2 separate regions of the Anas platyrhynchos genome follow, and region 2 is linked to region 1. Evidence: chromatin contacts called from public Hi-C data. All regions are on one chromosome and are shown on one strand. The core of a region is the stretch at or near the end of the contact, and the rest is flanking DNA. Distances in the headings are between cores, read along the strand shown. Region 1 holds the start of SYNE2 (spectrin repeat containing nuclear envelope protein 2). Region 2 overlaps SYNE2 (spectrin repeat containing nuclear envelope protein 2).

Region 1 (3,521 bases), core at 172-2,671:
TCCCCACTGGCAGGTGCCGGGGCCTCTGCTCCCCTTCCACAGCAGGTCCAAGTGGCCCCACAGCACCCCTCCTGCTCCCACCACAACGTGCCCTGCTTTGTCCTGGGAATCTGTTACTTCGGCTGCCCTGATTTTAATGTGAGGTGGCTGTGTGTACTGTTGCTGTGTGTAGAGTTAGCAGCCGCCACTGTGCTCCTTCATGAGCCGTAAAACAGTCACAGAAGAGGCAGGAGCCCATGGCTCAGCTCACCAGGTGCCAGAGGCCACGGGTGTCCTTTTTTAAGGTATCACGTTTTGACCAGAGGCATAAACAGAGGTTTTGTTAGCTTGGCCAACACACAGTCACAATAACTAGCCACGGTCCTGCACATGGCACTTCTGCCTTTGCCTGTCCTGTGATGGGTAAAGCGCTCCTGAAAGCAATGATGGAGAAAAACGAGTGAATGATGGAAAGAGGGGGCAGAGGACAGGTGAGACACGGGGCACCCTGACAGGGGGGCACTGAGGCGCGAGGAACATGCAAACACCGAGCTGACAAAGGATGGAGAGGCAGTGAGAAGCCCTCAAACAAACTTGCCCAAAGTTTTCTTGTCTGGGTGTTTCGAGGAAGCCGAGAAGCAAGCACCTGCTCTGCCTCCATGCTGCTGCGGCACCCCTCAGGGAAAGAGAAGGGATGGAAGAGGAGTGTTTGGGGGGACAGGGAGGGGATCCCTGAGCCTGAGGCAGGTCAGTGCCAAGGCAGGGAGCACCATCCCCACAGGCAGTGACTGGAGAGCAAGCAGGGGGTGCCTGAGAGCCGGGCTGGAGGCAGGGCTGAGGAGAAAGAAGCCCTGAGCAGCGCGGGAAGCACGGGCAGGGCTCAGCGCCTCAGCCAGGAGGCTGCAAAAAGGTAAAACCACCACAGCAGCACAGCCCTGGAGCCAGCACAGAGCCCCCCGCAGCACACCGCTACTTTTCGCTCCGGAGACAACTTTGCCCCGGCCAGCACCCACCGGCTCTCCCCGCACCGCCTTCAGGCGGGACCCACCGCCCCGGGATCCCCCCTATACCCCCCCCAAGGCTGTGGGGAGCCGGGCTTTTGGGCGACAAAACCCTCCCGCGGCCCTCCGAGGGAACAAAGGCGGCGGGGAACAAAGGCGGGCAGGTACCGCCGCGGCGGAGCCCAGCCGAGCCGAGCCGAGCCGTGCCCAGCCCAGTCCAGCCGCTGCTCCCCACACAAAGGCGCGGCCGCGCCGCAACTCGGGGTGCCCGGCGGGGCAGACTCACCGCGGCGGCGGGTCCGGGTGGAGGCGCTGAGGGCTTGGGCGGCGGGACGAGGAGGAGGAGGAGGAGGAGAAGGAGGAGGAGGAGAAGGAAAGGGGGGAAGGAGGAGGAGGGCCCAGGCACCCGCCGCTCCCCGCCCGCGGCCGGGAAAGCGGCGAGGCCGCAGCCCCCGCACCCCCGGGGCGGCGCGGTCCGGCCCCTGCTCCGCCTCCATCGGCCGCGGCCGGGTGAAGGAGGAGCGGGGCCCCGCTGGGCTGGCCGGCCCCTGAGGGGGTCTCCTGTCCCCCTACTGAACAGCCGGAGCTGTTTTCGTTTCACTCGGTTTGGTTTTTGCTTCCCATCCCGGCCCGAGCAAGCTTGCTCCCTCATCAGCGCTTGCTCCCCTCAGCTTGCTCCCTCGCCTTGCTTGCTCCCCTCGCCAGCCCCAGCTGTGGGATTTGCCGGTGTTTTGTCCCCCGAGCTGAGCAGGGCACCGCTGTGCCCCCTGCCCCAGCTGCTGGAAGCAGGCAGGGGAGGCCACAGTGTGTGTGTGTGTCTGGGTGTTTGGGGTGAAGGGTCGCGCTGGAGGTAAACAAGGGCACGAAAGATGTGTCCGTAATGATAAGAACCATTCCCTGGTCTGGGATGGTCTGAACTAACATGGTACAAAGAAGTAAAACACTTTTGCATTGCCACAAACCTGCAGCACCCTCAGATCATGTTTAGAACCTCAGAAACCTAAGCAGACAGAAACTGGAGACCTCTCCAGCTCCTGCTCCATCCTATATGGCCGCAGCATCCTTCCCTGTGCCCAGCTCCCTGCAGCCGTGCGTGGACATCCAGCCTGGTCTCAGGGGCACATCACCCACCTTTGCCTAGCCAGAGCTCTCAAAGTGTAAATTGGGACCACTTATGTGAACACGGAAGAACTTAGATGTTTTTTTACAAACTTCAAGGAAGGGTTTTAGTTTTGTGGGGGTAGGAGGAAATTTCTTATTCTCTTTGGGACTGCGTAGCTTTTGGCTACAGACTTCACAAAGTGAGAAGATGCAGCTAGTGGGAACATTTGCTTTATGCACTCAGAGTTCAGCTAGCTATCCAAAGAAAAAAGAAACTTTCCAAAAACCACTTCCTGCCAGTGCCAATGCATCAGTTTTCTCATGAATCTGTGCTGATAAAACATCAACCAACTTAAAAAAGTAGAAACAAGCGAGGTCCTGCATTGGAAGGCTACAAAGCCAAATGTTCCACTCCTTCCTGCCCTCCTCCTTATAACTGAACTTATAACTGAAGCTCTTCCAGATTTGGACTCCTGATTATCCATAACATTTTTAATTATTTTTTTCCCTCCAGGTACAAATGAATCTTGCACCTTTCTGAGTGCTATTTTAGTTGGAGTCAAAGGACGCAACGTGTTGCAGGAGCACCAGTCAAAGCTGGTTACAACCTGACTGCCCTGCCTTGGCAAGCACCTGCTCTGATTCATGCTGCCTTTGTGACAAATCAACCCACAAGTGTTTTTTGTGAGGTTGCTGGGGTTTCTATAACATTTGCGTAACGGTGGTGTTGTCTTTGATATTCCACGGACACGGATTAAGGCAGAGGGATGCATTCAGGCAGTCTGCCACAGTTTCCTAATTTCTGTGTTACGGTTACTGTAGTGCATTGCTCAGAGTGAAAAAAAAAAAAAAAAAAAAAAGCATTTCCGACGTATTTACTACTGTTGACTGCTAAATGTCAGTCTTGTGTTTAAGTAAGGGAGAAAAGATGGAACATCAAAACTAAGCTCTGTTCCTTCAAGAATTATTCCAAAACTCCTCTTGCTCGCTTGGAGACTCCTCCCCACCCCATCAAATTCAGCAGAAAATGTCTCATGGAGTCTTGACCTTTTGTGCCATGGAGCATTATCGCTCCATGCTTTTCCTGCTGGCTTAACCCTGCCATGAATCACACAGCTCCTCGTTCCAGCTTACACAGCGCTGCAGCTATCTGTCATGCTTTGTCAAACACAAGCATAGGTCCCAGCCCAAGGTGCTTGTTTTCACTTAAATTATTCATTTCATAATTAGCTTGTAAAGCACTTTGAAGACACAACACGAAGTGTTATTAATGCTAAGTAGTATTATTGGACAGGCATAATGCAGGCAATTAAATAATAATACTGTCAGAAAAATGGTGTGAGACACAAAGGTAAAATTAAGTCGTAGATGCCTACTTTATATCCAAATCTTCCGGCTGTAGATTACTCGGTACAACCTGAAACTTTGAAAATAAGCTTT
Region 2 (3,454 bases), core at 100-2,599, 53 kb before region 1:
CACAAGTCATAGTTAGCTCTTCAGATAAATTCAGAACTAGTTTTTCACACCAGGTCTCTCCCCCACACTCAGCATCTTCCAAGCAAATATCAACTGCTTTCAGGCGTTCATCCAAACATTTAGCCTCTTTTGCCATATGAGAGACTTCTTGTGCAGCCTCTCTCAACACTTTTTCCTGTATTTCAGGTTGACCCGAGGAATCTGTGAGACGTCTTATGGAACTCTGAATCTTCCTCAGTGAGGCCATAAAAGCTTCCAGATCTTTAAGGACTGTCTCTCGGATCTGCATTTTATGGCTCATTTCTTCAAGCTGGTTTTGATAATAAAACATAATTTTACTTGCAGCTTGCAGATCTATTGGATTAAATTCATCTCTTGCTGAACTGTCCAGGTTTTCCAATTGCTTGCACACTTCAATCTGATTTAATATAGACCTCTGTAGCTCCTGAAATTGAGAGAATCATCAACAGTGTTAGCAAGTGAAAGAAAATCTTTATGCTATATTCAAGCTGAACCTGTGACTGAAAACAAATTATACTGATCCAAATAGAATATATGTATCTATATCGTTAAAAGAGTGAAGGAGAACATTTTTAAGATTTGGGTGTTTGGAATTTTCATTGCAATTTAGGACTGCGGGAGATCTAGATATGAAAACAACATTAAATGCAATTGAGTTTATTAAATCTGAATCATTACGCCTATACATTCAATTAGCCATTTGCTAAGAGATAATATCATATTACAAACACAGACATAAGGCACTACGAGGCAATCAGATTATGGCAGAATGACTTTGTCATGGCAATACAGTAAATATGCTAAATAGGGTGGTTGAGAAAGAAAAACATTTTTTCCTCATCTGGATATTGGTGGAGGAAGGGGCAAAAAAAAGAAAAATCAAGTAAAATGGTATTCCACATAAAAGTAATATGATCAGCACCATAAAAAAGCTCAAATCTCTTGCCAGCAACCTCAAAAATAGGAGAAAAGGATTACAAGAGTCCTGGGACTGAAACCAGCAAGCTCTTACAGCAGACTGCTACTTCTGCCACCTTTTAAGTTCTTTTATTGCGATATTCTTGGAGGAAACTTACACACATGTAAAATTCTCTCCATGAAGCCTGCACACTGTCTGGTTAAAGGATTACGCAGCCCTCAGGCAAACAGCAGTACATCACTGTTGTGAAACTTGGAAGTGCAGGGCTGGGAAAAAATGCAAGACTCTTCCAGAGTCCTTTCAGACAAAGAGTGCACATGCATTCTGCCCAAGAGCTTGAGAGACCTAAACCCTACTCAGCTTGAGCACCAAGGGCAGACAAACACAAACTTTCAGTACTGTCTAGCAGTCCACATGTTCAACAGGGACAGAATATCAGGAAAAAAACAACATCGACTCTGCATAATAGACAGACCAGAGTCTAAGCACAAGATACTGATATCAGCAGAATAAATTACTGCATACACGCAGACCTTCCAAAGCCATCCTGAGGCATGCTCAGATCCCTCAACAGATGTGACACAAGGCAGCTTAGTTTAGCTCAGTAATTAACACTGCATTATTTATATCACTCTGCAAAGTGACATAAAGCCAGGTGGGAACAGCATAAATCTGTAACGAAGAAAAGTCCTAACCTAAGATGAAATATTCACAGCTATGCTTTTTACAGCGGAGACTATCAAGGGTACCCACTTGAGTCTACAGGAGCAATGGTATTTGAAGTGTATGGATTAAAATGCTGTTAGATGTCAGAAGTTTTTGGGTAGTCTTGTGAATTGTCCCAAAGTCCTAAGAGAGAAATCCCATGAAGTTCACAAGCTCTTACAAATATTAAGAACTATTCTGGTTAGGGTGTTGTCTCTGCATCTCTGCCTTTTCCCTTACCTTTAGCTCCCTGTAAGCAAGATCACTATTCATCAGATTAAACTGTTGGATGTCCTTTTTGTTCAGCCGCTGATCTAATTCACGTAGAAGAATGGATTCATTTTCTATTGGCAAAACGATTTCCAAAGCAGTCCTTAAAGAGTTTGTTCTACAAGAAACATAAAGAAACGCGAACTAGGAAAGCCAGCAAGAAAAGACACTTGACATTTTACAGCACAAGAAGCCACAGAGGTATTGTAATTGACTGTCTAATTGATCTAATCCTCCTCCTCTGGGGTCAAAGGAGTTTTTCTATTGATTAGTAATATAAGCAGTGTGAATCCCAGTGCATTTAACCAGAAGGTTGAAGGAAATAAAAATAAGCTTGGGAATACTGCACAGCAATGCTACAAAGATCTGGCTCTGAGCTTCCTGGAGAGACCCACACTATCTGCAAGATACATATGAGCTATGTATAATTAAGAAAAAGATTAATTTCACACAATTAAAAAAAAAAAAAAAAAGAATTTAAAATACACAGATACTTTCTCTAAACTACATTATTTCCTTCACAAGCATCCCTTTCCTTTGCCAATATTATGAAATATTATTTTATACCTGGTATTTATAATATCCTGAAGTTCTTTCCATTCTCCTTCTAGCTTGCTTCTTGTCTCAGAGAGAGTAGCCCTTTCCACTTCATCCACAAGGTTTTCTAAGGTAGATGAGATGTTTCCCAACTGTGTCCAACCAGAAGTGGTATCATTCTCTATCACCTAAAAGGTATGGAAGTGGTATCAGTCTCTATCAACTAAAAGATATGAATAGTTAATTGAATTAATATGATTCTGCATTTTACAACAGACTGGGTAGTTCATAAAATGACAATCACAAGAATTTCTGCAGAAAAATTTGAAAATGTCAGCTTTAGTTAAGAATTTCTTTTTTGTTTTTTTAAAGACCCAATTCAGCTGTGTGTAAATCTCTGTCAGCTTTTTATAACAAAATTTTCTGTCAGACATATGCCTGGTTTACATTTTATAAAGGTTCAATAAATATGGTTCAGCCATTTTTACACAAGAATGAATGGAAAATATCTCATTTTAGCTGCGTTCAAAAGAATCAAAAACAAACTTAGAACTAAACCAAGGTCTAACGTGCTAGATAACCTTTGTGCTCCGTTCTATGGAAGACTTGGAAAATTTTAATAATTAAAGTCCCAACATCAATTATGTGCCTTTTAACACCCCCTTAAGTTTCTCACAAACCTAATTAAATTATAAGTCCTGGAAGAGTTTCATTCTGCAAATGCACCATCGGCATTTGATGGTTCAACTTTGAAAACTTCTCCAGCTCTGGGTTTCGTCCATCACTTCCCATTCCCACTGACAACAGAGCTGTTTTCTACAATTATTTTTTCCATTAGATCCATTTCAGTCGGCAGACCAAGAACTGATCGCCACCAATTTCTTCTTTCAGCAATACTGGTAAAACTCCAGTGCTAAGTTGCAATTCAGTTCTGCTAAATGCTGAACCCTTCATTTCCCTCTGCTTCTAATAAATCTGGTTGTAAGGATGCTCCTTACCCCT

What was found. Hi-C and Micro-C count contacts between places; a contact is called where the count stands out from the background.
Region 2: a Hi-C map of subcutaneous adipose tissue shows a contact between it and region 1, with 2.1 times the contacts expected there. The contact joins the enhancer-like site here to the promoter of SYNE2 in region 1. A contact is called at or near these places in 4 of 8 Hi-C or Micro-C datasets (liver, skeletal muscle and subcutaneous adipose tissue).

Annotation. Positions count from the first base shown.
Region 1 is chr5:7,527,503-7,531,023 of IASCAAS_PekinDuck_T2T, reverse strand. SYNE2 (spectrin repeat containing nuclear envelope protein 2) reads right to left here and starts at 1,421. Exons shown (of 117, transcript XM_072038196.1): 1 at 1,267-1,421.
Region 2 is chr5:7,580,201-7,583,654 of IASCAAS_PekinDuck_T2T, reverse strand. SYNE2 (spectrin repeat containing nuclear envelope protein 2) reads right to left here. Exons shown (of 117, transcript XM_072038196.1): 27 at 2,483-2,640; 28 at 1,886-2,033; 29 at 1-445. Among named protein-coding and RNA genes, the nearest start is that of TRNAL-CAG, 14 kb to the left of the region's middle. Within about 2 kb of position 1,349, at least 5 of the 8 cell types and tissues checked have an H3K27ac peak or open chromatin away from gene starts, as enhancers often do. A contact at or near this core is called in subcutaneous adipose tissue, where this site is marked.